Regions from separate parts of the Mus musculus genome. Here regions 1 and 3 are each linked to region 2. Evidence: chromatin contacts called from public HiChIP or PLAC-seq data. All regions are on one chromosome and are shown on one strand. The core of a region is the stretch at or near the end of the contact, and the rest is flanking DNA. Distances in the headings are between cores, read along the strand shown. Region 1 overlaps Gm40191 (a long non-coding RNA gene). Region 2 holds the start of Gabarap (gamma-aminobutyric acid receptor associated protein). Region 3 holds the start of Cxcl16 (chemokine (C-X-C motif) ligand 16).

Evidence for each region. HiChIP or PLAC-seq counts read pairs in DNA pulled down with a chosen protein or histone mark.
Region 1: a contact with region 2 is called in a FOXA1 HiChIP or PLAC-seq map of pancreatic cancer cells. The contact joins the enhancer-like site here to the promoter of Gabarap in region 2. A contact is called at or near these places in 3 of 39 promoter capture datasets (the C10 cell line, neural stem cells and pre-B cells), 3 of 115 datasets of contacts at active chromatin or transcription factors (bone marrow-derived macrophages, forebrain and pancreatic cancer cells) and 3 of 9 other capture datasets (adipose tissue, liver and pancreatic islet).
Region 3: a contact with region 2 is called in an HNF4G HiChIP or PLAC-seq map of pancreatic cancer cells. The contact joins the promoter of Cxcl16 here to the promoter of Gabarap in region 2. A contact is called at or near these places in 2 of 115 datasets of contacts at active chromatin or transcription factors (bone marrow-derived dendritic cells and pancreatic cancer cells) and 1 of 9 other capture datasets (adipose tissue).

The regions. Positions count from the first base shown.
Region 1 is chr11:70,256,775-70,260,683 of GRCm38.p6, forward strand. All of the region lies in intron 2 of Gm40191 (a long non-coding RNA gene), which reads left to right. Among named protein-coding and RNA genes, the nearest start is that of Alox12, 3.4 kb to the left of the region's middle. Within about 2 kb of position 2,522, at least 21 of the 459 cell types and tissues checked have an H3K27ac peak or open chromatin away from gene starts, as enhancers often do. A contact at or near this core is called in pancreatic cancer cells, where this site is marked.
Region 2 is chr11:69,989,054-69,993,073 of GRCm38.p6, forward strand. Gabarap (gamma-aminobutyric acid receptor associated protein) reads left to right here and starts at 2,317. Exons shown (of 4, transcript NM_019749.4): 1 at 2,317-2,749; 2 at 3,312-3,390; 3 at 3,529-3,647. The coding sequence starts at 2,660. It overlaps Ctdnep1 (CTD nuclear envelope phosphatase 1), which reads left to right. Exons shown (of 8, transcript NM_026017.2): 7 at 429-513; 8 at 924-1,548. The coding sequence ends at 984.
Region 3 is chr11:70,457,752-70,461,513 of GRCm38.p6, forward strand. Cxcl16 (chemokine (C-X-C motif) ligand 16) reads right to left here and starts at 2,233. Exons shown (of 5, transcript NM_023158.7): 1 at 1,627-2,233; 2 at 1,278-1,416; 3 at 994-1,076. The coding sequence starts at 1,696. Zmynd15 (zinc finger, MYND-type containing 15) reads left to right here and starts at 1,682. Exons shown (of 14, transcript NM_001029929.3): 1 at 1,682-2,329; 2 at 2,801-3,389. The coding sequence starts at 2,819.

The sequences.
Region 1 (3,909 bases), core at 1,272-3,771, 270 kb after region 2:
TTGGTTCTCCACAGCAGGCCGTGGCCCTCTCCTCGTGCATTTTCGTGGGCCGTGTTTTGCCTTCTCAAGAGTTTGGTTTGTATCAACTAGATGATTCCTTAAGGTTACGTGTGTGTGTGTGTGTGTGTGTGTGTGTGTGTGACAGAGAGAGAGAGAGAGAGAGAGAGAGAGAGAGAATGAGAACACTAAGAAAAAGAACTGAACTTCTACACGAGCTTAATGACATGATGTGTTCAGACACTTAGACGCTTAGCACAATGTTTGACACAGAGCCCTCTGTGTATTAACTTATTATTATTCATGATGAAATATCATGAGTCCCTTTCCCATTTCTTACCACCTACTACTTCTTCAGTTTCTACCAGGATGTTCACTTCCAAGACCTGCTTCCCTCTTGCTTTTGTTTTTGTTTTTTGTTTTTGTTTTTCGAGACAGGGTTTCTCTGTGTAGCCCTGGCTGTCCTGAAACTCACTTTATAGACCAGGCTGGCCTCAAACTCAGAAATCCACCTGCCTCTGCCTCCCAAGTGCTGGGATTAAAGGCGTGCGCCACCACCGCCCAGCTTTTTGTTTTTTTGGTTTTTTGCACTTTTCAGTTTTTAAGCCCATGTAGTATATTGAGAAGATACATTTAATTCCTAATTGTTTTCTGTAGTGTTGAGTATTGAACTCAGGCCTAACATATTTCTGTCTCTGAGGAACTTGTATCAATCTGCAAACCTATACAAGCCTTGGGCCAGCTTCATTACTTGGAAACAGATATGAATTTACTTGTTTTCTGACACATGCTCTCAGATCTCTCTCTCTCTCTCTCTCTCTCTCTCTCTCTCTCTCTCTCTCTCTCTCTCTCTCTCTCATATCTGTCTATCCATCCATCTATCTGAATGAAAGAATTTTTACTATGTAGGCCAGGCTGGCTTAGAACTCACAGAGATGCCTCTGCCTCCTCTGCCTCTGCCTCTGCCTCTGCCTCTGCCTCTGCCTCTGCCTCTGCCTCTGCCTCTGCCTCTGCCTCTGCCTCTGCCTCTGCCTCTGCCTCCTCTGCCCAGTGCTGAGACTAAAGGCATGCACCACCATGCTCAGCTCCTTTCCTTACTCTTTAATACCGAGAATTCAACATCACATTTTAAATCTGTCCTCTGACTGCTCTCCTCTACGGCACAAGAAGGAACAGTGCCTTCCCTTTGTCTAGAACCTTCAAAGCTAACCTCTCTTGGTCCAGACTCCAGTGCCTGCTGTCTGTGCCAGAAGCCAACTCCCACTCTCTCGTGACCTGTCTCTGCAACTTTTAACTTCTGGATCAAAGCTTTTCCCGCTGGGTTATACCCCGGGGATGTGGGCGAGCACGGCGACCCTTGCACTACTCCATAGCCAAGATGTTTCTTAAGACGTTTTCTAAACGTAACAATTCCATCCCTTTTCCTTCTCCCGTGCCAAACGCCTTGCCTTGCAGTCACTTTCTTTGTCTTTTTTTCTTTTCTTTTTGGATGATGTTTCTACTGTCTTTGCTGCGCTGCTTAGAGCTTGTGTATGACACAGGGCTATAATATAAGTTTCTTGAGGCATTTACTCATAAGAAATTACCATTACATTATTAGCCATGTAATTTTAAGTGTGTGATGATAGGACATGATTTCAAGGCAGATAATGTAACATTCACTTTTTTAATTAGTAAGTTGGATACAACACCTGTTTCCACTTGCAGGAAGGCCAGGACTTTCCTCTCGGAGTGTGGTCCTTGCTATCTGGTGTTTTCTGATGTGACAGGAGGAACTTTGTCCTGTGAAATCTAATAAGTCATTTCCCAATGCTTCCGAGATGCCTTGCGTGGGCCACAGCGACACAAACTCGAGCTTCCAAACTCCGGGTTCACACAATTTTGGACAAGGTCTCCAAGCAGGACTGCATGCTCCAGGCTGTGCCAAGGCTCTGTCCATCCTTAGTCTCCTGTACCCTTAGGCTTGGAGTTGAGTTCTGGTCAGGGAGGGTTGGTTCTCCTTTGAGATCATGGGTACTCTTTTCCTAATGCAGACCTCTCCTGAGACCTTCTCAGACTTTGAGAGAGAACTTAACACTGAACATGTAAAAGAACACCATTGGCTCCCTTCTTTCCTTTTCCTCTACCACCAACTCTGTATGACAGGAGTGTCAGAGTGGAGAAGGCACATGGAAAGGGGGGACCAGGAAGGAGGCCACTGTGTGCCTTTGAAGGATGTGCGAAGTGGGGGCAACCAAGTCTCAGAGAAGAAACCAGGAAGGTTTGTTCAGGATGGTTGGTTTTGATTATTTTAAAGAAACAAACCTGTTCTATACTGGTGTGTGTGTGTGTGTGTGTGTGTGTGTGCGCGCGTGCGTGCTTCCTGGAGCTTTCCTAGAGAGCAAGATTGGCTCACACCTTTAATTCCAGTAGTTAAGAGACAGAGACAGGCATGTCTCTGAGTTCAGTGCCAGCCTAGGCTGAATAGAACCTTATCTCAAAGAGAAAGGGTGTGTGTGGCCTGACTCATCTCAGAGAAATCTCTGCAGCTCTGTAGCTAGACATCTGATTCATCCTTTTTTTTCTTTTTTAATTGGTTGGTGTGTGTGTGTGTGTGTAGGCCAGAGATTGACACCAGGTAATCTCCTTAATTGTTTTCCACCTTATATGGGACCTGAAGAGATGTTGAATGTCTAACAGTGAAACGGTGGCCCCTGGGAGCTGGCATGCCCCAGTTTGACTTGATGTTGCTGGAATGGAACTCTGACCCAAAGCAGCTTGGGGAAGAAAGGCGTTTTTGTTTTTGTTTTTGGCTCATATCCACCATTGAGGGGAGTCAGGGCAGGAACTCACACAGGAGAAGAGGCAGGAAACTGAGCCTTCTTCCCACATCAAATCATCAATGAAGAAAATGCTCCAGAGGCAGGCAAAGCTCTATGAGTTTGAGGCCAGCCTGGTCTATAGCGTGAATTCCAGGACAGTCAGGAAAACCTCAGAGAAAACCTCTCTCGGAAGAAAAGAAAAGGAAAGGAAAGAAGAGAAGAGAAGAGAAGAGAAGAGAAGAGAAGAGAAGAGAAGAGTAAAGAAAAGAGCCTCAGAGAAATGCCCTCAGAGAAATCGCATGGAAGTCATTATTCAGCTGAAGTTCTCCTTCCCAGATGACTCTACTTTGTATCCTGTTGACAAAAACTAACCATCACTTAGAGGGGTTGGAAGAAAAGAGGCAATATTGGTCACAGTATACAAGACCTCACTTATGAGAATCAAGGACATAGCACAGTTCATAATAATGTATATACTAAATTTACTAAGAGAATTCAAGTATCCTCATATTGAATAAGTATTCTTTATAACTCCAGGTGATGGTGGCTCATGCCTTTAATTCCAGTACTTGGGAGGCAGAGGCAGGTGGATCTCTGTGAGTTCGAGGCCAGCCTGGTCAGCAGAGTAAATTCCAGCAGGGCTACACAAAAAAACTCTGTTTTGAACATAACCCCCCTCCCCCAGAAGTTTCCATTATAAAACAATCATAATAAATATAAATAATAGGTATATGGTAACTAGATGAGATGCAGTCATGTTAATTTTTTTAAAGATGTATTTATATCATGTATATGAACACACTGCCACTGTCTTCAGACACACCAGAAGAGGGCATCAGATGCCCATTACAGATGGTTGTGAGCCACCATGTGGTTACTGGGAATTGAACTCAGTACCTTTGGAAGCGAGTGGGAGAGCCTGAGTTGCTGGGGAAGTGAAGACCCTGTAGACCAGCACTTCTCAGCCTTCCTAATGCTGCAACCTTTTAATACAGTTCCTCGTGTTGTGGTGACCCCGAACCAAAGCATTATTTTTGTTGCTACGTCATAACTGTAGTTTTGCTATTGTTATGAATCATAATGTAAATACCTGTGTTTCCTGATGGTCTTA
Region 2 (4,020 bases), core at 1,067-3,566:
TGGTTCTGAGGGTGACACAGATAGTGTTAGTGACCTCACACTAACCTAGGCAAGCGTTATTGAGAGGTTGACTGCAAGGAGCTAGGAGCAGGAGAGTTGGTTCCGAGTGCAGAGTTTGGGTTCCCTGCTGTACTACAGATCTAGATGTAAGTTGTTTCTCTGTTTTAAGTGCGGTATCCACTCTTACGTGTCCATTTTATATGACTAGGACTTCCCTATGAAGCTCACTTCAGGTGAGCATGGGGCAGTTTTATTAGAAGCCTACCTCAAGCTGGTGTCAAATCTGTTTGGCTTTGGCATTTGGGGAAAAAAGGGTTTTAGGTGGTTGATGACTGTGGTGGGGAGTTTTAAGTAATAATATTCAGGAAAGGCTCACCTGCTCTTCTGCATTCTTTGCCTTTTCTCACTTGTAATTTTACCTACCCTAGACAATGCCATCCCCATCAAATCCTGGTTCAGTGACCCCAGTGACACAGCCCTTCTCAACCTTCTCCCAATGCTGGATGCCCTCAGGTAAGGGAAGTGTGTGGCCTGTAGGCGGTAGCTCTTTTTTTTTTTTTAAACACATTCTTTTATATAGTCCATGCTGGCTTGGAACTTGCTTTTACCTCTCAAGTGCTGTGATTACAGGAGTACACTATCAAAACTGGCAATGCTTGGGTTGCCAAGAAAAAGAGGGCGGGGGTGGGGTGGGGAGCGGGTTAAGAACTGAAAAAAAGTCATTCAGAGTCTAAGTGTTTGGGCCAGGTCTTCTTACTCCAGTTGTCATTGTTTGTGGCCTTTTGGCTTCTATCAGATTCAACCTCTGTCACTGTGTGAAAGTGGTATCAAGTTCTGTTCTGTCCAGTGAGACTCCGTTGTGCTAGTGTTGTGAGGGTGTCAACTATAAGGTATTTCACCAACACCAGTTACTGTCATTTCAGGTTCACTGCTGATGTCCGATCGGTGCTGAGCCGAAACCTTCACCAACATAGGCTCTGGTGACAGCTGCTCCCCCTCCACCTGAGTTGGGGTGGAGGGGAAAGGGAGGGAGAGTTCTTGGGACACCGTCTGTTGCCCTGTCCAATGTGAGGACTGCCTGGGCAGAGTCTGCCCCTCCCACCCCTCTGCCCTGGGAGCCCTACACTCCACTTATGGAGTCTGGATGGACACATGGGCCAGACCGTGAAGCAGCCTCACTCTGGGTTCACACTCCGTGGAAATGCCAGACTGGGACAGGCGAAGGCCTAGAGGAGCCGAAACAGTCTGGTGAAGAGGCAGGACTGGCCAGAGTGACAGACATATCCCAGAGGCTCAAAAGAAGCCAATTCAACTTTGTTGTGATTTGATTTTTTTAAAAACTCTTATACAAAACTGATCTAATTCTTCACTCCTGCTCCAAGGGCTGGGCTGTGGGTGGGGACTGGGGTTTCGGGCCACTGGATCCTCCTCAGACTTGTCCCCCCCTTACTTTTCCTCATTTTTTTTCTTTCCCCAATCCCCCATACCTGTAATCGGCTCCTTTCTTCTTTCCTCTTTTAAACCATGCATTATAACTTTGAAACCAAAGCTGCCCTAGACCCTTCTCTGATGTTTTTGGAAATGGAGGGAACTTTGTTGACATCTGCTCTGTCCTTGAAGCAGAGGGAGAAGATGCTGTTTGGAGTTGGGGGGAAGTGGGATTTAGCACAGGGATAAAGTAGTTTATGTTCAGTGTTCGGCAGGAAAGGCCCCACTGACTGGATGGAGTCCCTGATGGACAGTGGACCAACAACTTTAAAGTAGGATATAGAAGGCTAAAGAGGGAAAACTCTAGAACCCTGGAAGGGCATACAGCTGGAGAAAGGCTGGGCTTGTCTGGGAAGTTGACGTGGACAGGCTAAGAGGGCGCTGCCTACGAGGTGTTGGCACTCCAGCAGTAACCTGGGGCGGAACCCTCTTTCCTGGCACCTCCTCTCCAGAGCCGGGACTACTTTTCGCCACCCGCCACGTGATTCTCCGCCCTTTTCTGAGGTCACATGATTTTATCTACACTCAGAAATGTGTTCCTCCGCTCTGGTGTAGTCCTTATCTTTGGGGCTTTTGCAGTTTCTCTTGGTTCACATAAGCCTGAGCCTTGAGCATTCCCTGGGTGTCTGCAAACCTCTTTCCTTTCTGTCTTATGGTGTCCATATCCACAGCTTGGGTACTACTTTGTTTTGGTGTCAACGGCCACCTTCAGCGTAGAAACACGTCTCATGAAATCCTAGACTTGTAATTGTCTGCCTTTCCCCAACGTAATTTCCGAGAACTGCAGAACTAAATCTCATGACTGCCACTGGGTACCAGTTTCGTCCTCAACTTTGTACTGTGGGAAAGGGTTTTTCAGTTCACTCGAAACAACAGCAACCTTATCTGCGATGTCATATGTGTAACCCACAAGTTGATTCCAAAGCAGTTACGCTGAAGGCGTAAGAGGACCAGGCTACGGGTTGCGCTAGCAAGCTGAGCTAGTGGCGTATGTTAGCAGGCGGGGCCGGTCCGATGGTCGGGGGCGGGGTTGATGAATAGGGAAGTGGCGCAAATTCGTGGATCGCTCCGCCAAGTCTGTTCGTCGAAGCCGCCTCCGCCGCCGCCCCCTGTCCCGGCCCCCCCCCTGGGTTCCCTCAGCCCAGCTCGGTCCAGCCCGGTTCTCGGGAGAATGAAGTTCGTGTACAAAGAGGAGCATCCGTTCGAGAAGCGCCGCTCTGAGGGCGAGAAAATCCGAAAGAAATACCCAGACCGGGTCCCGGTAAGGACAGTAGCCAGGGCCCAGGCTAGCGTCGCTGACGCTGTCGCCACAGGCTATGCTTGAGTCTGGGAAAGCTGAAGTCAGGCTCTGTCTGTCGTGGGGTTAGAACTCTGTTGTCTCTGGTACCAGAGGTCTCTCACCTGAAGTAGAGCTGGGGACTAAGATGTGGACGGGAGAGAGAGATCAGGGTATTTCTCAGAATAGAGGCCTTAGTGAGCTTGACAACCCAGAGTTTCCATGGCCATCCTCCCAACTAGCTAGATTTAATGTAGATTTTTGACCCAAACAAGTCATCCTGTATTCTCTGGTGAAAATAGTTATTGTGATGCGCCGTTCTAGGATCAGTTCTCAATATTTAGGTAAGAGTGAGGCCAGGAGCTTTGGACCTAATGCTGTGTGCACCACGTATATAAGGATAACTAGAGAAATGAGATTCCAGTAGGTTTCAGTAAAAGGGAATATTGTATGTTGAGTTCTTCATCGATATAGCAGCATATATATGTGTATGTATGTATATATATATATATATATATTCATTTTTCTCATTCTTACCTTTTATCAGGTGATAGTGGAAAAAGCCCCCAAAGCTCGGATAGGAGACCTGGACAAAAAGAAATACCTGGTGCCTTCTGATCTTACAGGTGAGGGCTTGACCTGTGGTGCACGTTTCTTTCTGTGGGTGGGCCTGCCAACTCTGTGGGAGGAGGCTTCACCTGGCAGCTGTTCTCTGGAGGCGCCTACGACCTCTGTGACTTGCTTGCATCTCCTGTTTTTGGCAGTTGGTCAATTCTACTTCTTGATCCGGAAGCGAATTCATCTCCGTGCTGAAGATGCCTTGTTTTTCTTTGTCAACAATGTCATTCCACCCACCAGTGCCACGATGGGTCAGCTGTACCAGGTACAGTACCTTGGAAGGAACGGTAGTGTTTGGAGAGGAAAGTAAAGGCCAGCGGTCGCTGCTGGCTAACTTTAAAATGTCAGTACAGCCCTGCCGTGGGATCTTACTAGCGCTGAGAATAGGGAGGAGTATGAACTGGTGGAGTTGTTCTGACTGGGACTTACTACCTAAGTGAGTCTCTCCAAGAGTCCCAGATGTCAAAGAATAGATTGCGTTTGAGGAGTGGTGGTTGTTGTTGTTACTTTCTGTTCGTTTTCTTTAGGAGACAGGGCTTCTCTGTATAATCCTGGCTGTCCTGGAATCCCCTCTGTAGACCAGGTTGGCCTCTAAACTCCCAGAGACCCACTTGTTTCTGCCTCCCTAGGGCTGGGCT
Region 3 (3,762 bases), core at 983-3,482, 470 kb after region 2:
GGGCTGGGGAGGATCCCCCCACAAAACCCCAAAACAACAACAAAACAAAAACTGTAAATCAAGTATTACAAAATCTAGATGATGTGCATAGAAGCTGCCCATTGTAGAATTTTTTTCAACTTTTTGTTTTGTTTTTGAGGTAGGGTCTTCGTACATAGACCTGGCTATCCTGAAACTCATGTTGTAGACCAGGCTGGCCTCAGATTCACCAAGATCCACCTGCTTCTGCCTCCCAGAATGTTAGGGTTAAAGGTGTGTGGTTGAATTCTTTCAACTTAAACATGTTTATTTTCATCATGAAGTATTAGAAAATGAAAATAGTACCTTCAAGTGATTTCAGTGACAACACAGCAGTGAAAGTCAAGCCTGTTGCAGAGTCCTATAATCCCAGCTACTAGAGAGGTTGAGACAAGAAGATAGCAAGTTCAAGACCATCCCAGTCAACTTAACCAGACCCTGTCTAAAAATGTCAAAAAAAACCCGGGGAGCTCACTCAGGGGCAGTGTACACACTTAGCTTGACCAATCTTGAGTATAGTTTATATTAAAATAGTGACTTCAAGAAAATATTAAGTCGGGGGCTGGAGAGATGGCTCAGCGGTTAAGAGCACTGACTGCTCTTCCGAAGGTCCTGAGTTCAATTCCCGGCAACCACATGGTGGCTCACAACCATCCGTAATGAGATCTGGTGCCCTCTTCTGGAGTGTCTGAGGACAGCTACAGTGTACTTACATATAATAAATAAATCAACAAATCTTTTAAAAAAAAAAAAAAGAAAGAAAATATTAAGTCATAGCATTTGTGGTAGAACAAATTGGCCAAATCCAGGAAGATGACAGTAAATGATATTGGGAAAACACAGACTGAAGTGACAGAACTTCAGTGAAAGTTAAAAGGTTCTAACGAAGAAAGTGCTATGTGGCAGAGGCAAAGGGCATTGTAAGGTGGCAGCCTGCACCCTGATGGCCCACTGGAGGACAGAAAAGGCTCTCACCTTTGCGCTCAAAGCAGTCCACTAGTTCACGGACCCACTGGTCTTGGCTTCCCCCACACACGCTTTTGGACTGCAACTGGAACCTGCAAAAGGATCAATGTAGTCCACTCCTTCCCTTCCCTACCTTTCCTCATTCCAAAGGTGTGAAGTCACAAGAAGGTGAGCCCCACTACAGCTGGAAATCCCCAGATAAGTAAAACTAGAAAGGAATTAGGCTCCGGGACTTGGACTGGGTGTTCAGATCGATGGTCCCACACCTGCCCTGGGGGGAAAAGAGACAGTACCTGATAAAGAATGGACAACGATGAAATGCTTTCAGGTATTTTCGGATGTGATCCAAAGTACCCTGCGGTATCTGGGTGCCAGAAGAAATGGTACGATCACAAGAACAACTTCCAGCGACACTGCCCTGGTTGCCATCGCCTAATGGAAAAGGAATCAGCCTGGGTTCTCAGACTGAGGAATCTGCCCTTGTCCCAGTCTAATCTCAGACAGACTTTCCCTAGTCACCGCTGCAGCCCTGGATAGCTCTGGGCTGCGTTCTTAATCCCGCGGATGGACTTAGTGCCCCTCCGCAGTTTCCTTCAGGGGCCCCAGTCCCGCGTCCCACCCCCACCCCCACCCCCGACTAACCTGGCAGGGTCAGCAGCGCCAACAAGAAAAGGAAGAACGCAAGAGACAAGGGTCCAAAGCCCCGCCTCATCTCCGGCTTCTGCGGAGCTTGTTGGGACGAGGTCACCTAGCCGACATCCAGCCAATTCTCTAAAGCTTTCTCTTCTTCACCCTGACTGATGTTTTGCGAAGGCGCTGATCCGTGCCAAGCTCAGGAGGGGAGGGGGCGCGAGGTGGTGGCGCCTTCTGTCCCCCGGCGCGCGCTGTCCGGAACCGACCGTCTGGTCGGTACCGGGGAGCCCGCTTTGCGCCCAGCTCCCAGTCGGGGGACACACACACCCCTGCCCCGAAGGCGGAGCTCCAGTCTCCGGCCGGCCAGCCGTAGGGTCAGCCAAGACTATCCGACAAAACCGAAAGAAAATTTGGGCTGTAGAACCAGAGGAATCCGAGTGAGCAAGCTGTGGTTCCCGAAGAATGACTCGGTTGGGTTCGGGGATTTCAGCCCTCTTGAGAAGTCATCTGTCTGTCTGCTGGTTTGTAAAGTGGGTGACCCTCTAGATCCTTCCTCTGGCTCCAAGATGCTTTCACTTCCCTGGACCGCTGGGTCTCAGTAGGATCCAGTCACATGGCCAAGGTGAAGCAGTCAAACAAGTCACCAGACCTGTAGGAATGCCCACGCCCTGGCCTGATACTGCCTGACGTCACGACGGTCCTCCAGCACGAGGTATTTACCTTCGAAAAGTGGTGGCGGCTGTAGGTACCGGAGGAGAGGAGCGGCCGGAAAGGGGGTGGGGTTCGCACCAAACTGATCCAGACCCAAGAGATGCCTCAGTACTTACTCAGACCAACAGACCCCCAAATTTCCTCTTCTAAGCAAGCCTATCTCCATAGGATTAGCCTTACCTCGTGTCTTCCCTTAATTCAAATCTCACTTTAGGATTTGAATCATTGAGTTTTGTGCCCCAGGTACAATTTCATTCCTGAGTACTCCCCCTTTAACCCTAAACATCCACTTTCCAATCTAGCCTTCCTCCATTCTCATCCCTGCAAATCCTAGTCTCGGCTCCAAATATTCCTCTGTAAATCTTACCTCAAACCCACACCCTTCTCCCTTTTGCGACCCAGCCCAAAGCCTCACCACTACCCTGATCCTCACGATTATCACATATCCCTTTCTGCTCGGTCTGGGTCCAAGCCCTGAGTATCTAAAGACATGGAGTTTGTGTCTGGATACCGAGACGAGTTCCTCGATTTTGCTGCTCTTCTCTTTGGCTGGTTCCGCAAGTTTGTGGCAGAGAGGGGGACCATGGGGACCAGCCTTGAGGGCCGATGGCGTCAACTGGAGTCACAGATAAGGAGGCTGCCTCAGGATCCTGCCCTTTGGGTGCTCCATGTCTTACCAAACCGCAGTGTGGGCATCAGCCTGGGGCAAGGTGCCGAGCCAGGTCCTGGGCCAGGCCTAGGGGCTTCCCGGCTCCTGGGAGATGAGCCTCCACTTCACCTGAGAGACCTGAGTCCTTATGTCAGTTTTGTCAGCCTAGAGGATGGGGAAGAAGGGGAGGAGGAGGAGGAAGATGAGGAGCATGGAGAGAGGCCAGGCATGGAGAAGGTGGAACCACAGGAGGGTGGGGAGCCAGCCCCTCCAAGCAAGAGATTCCCCCAAGAAGCAAAGCCTGCTCCAGAGTCAGAGGTGACCCAGCAGGAGGCAAGCCGAGAAGAAGGCAGCAGAGAGGAGCGACCAGAGGATGAGAGGGCTCCTGAAAAGAGGAAAGGACAGAAGAATGGTAAGAGCCCAGGACGGCCCCACCCTGAGTCCTACCATGTCACTCAAGACCCAAAGAGGAGGCATGAGCTGGTAACCTTCATGCAAATCTGATGCCAGAAGTTGTTTTCATCTACCACAGTGTGTTTTTGTTCTGTAATTTGAATCAACATCCAAGCACTTGTAAGGAATGAAAGTCCAGAAGCCTTGCATCTTAAGGATAATATCCAGGTGCTAGGGCTGGAGAGATGGCTCACAGGTTAAGAGCACTCACTAACTCTTCCAGAGGATCCAGGTTCAATTCCCGGCGCCCACATGGTGCTAACCACCTTCTGTAACTCCATTCCCAAGGGGATCCAACACCCTCTTCTGGCCTCTACAGGCACTACATGCAT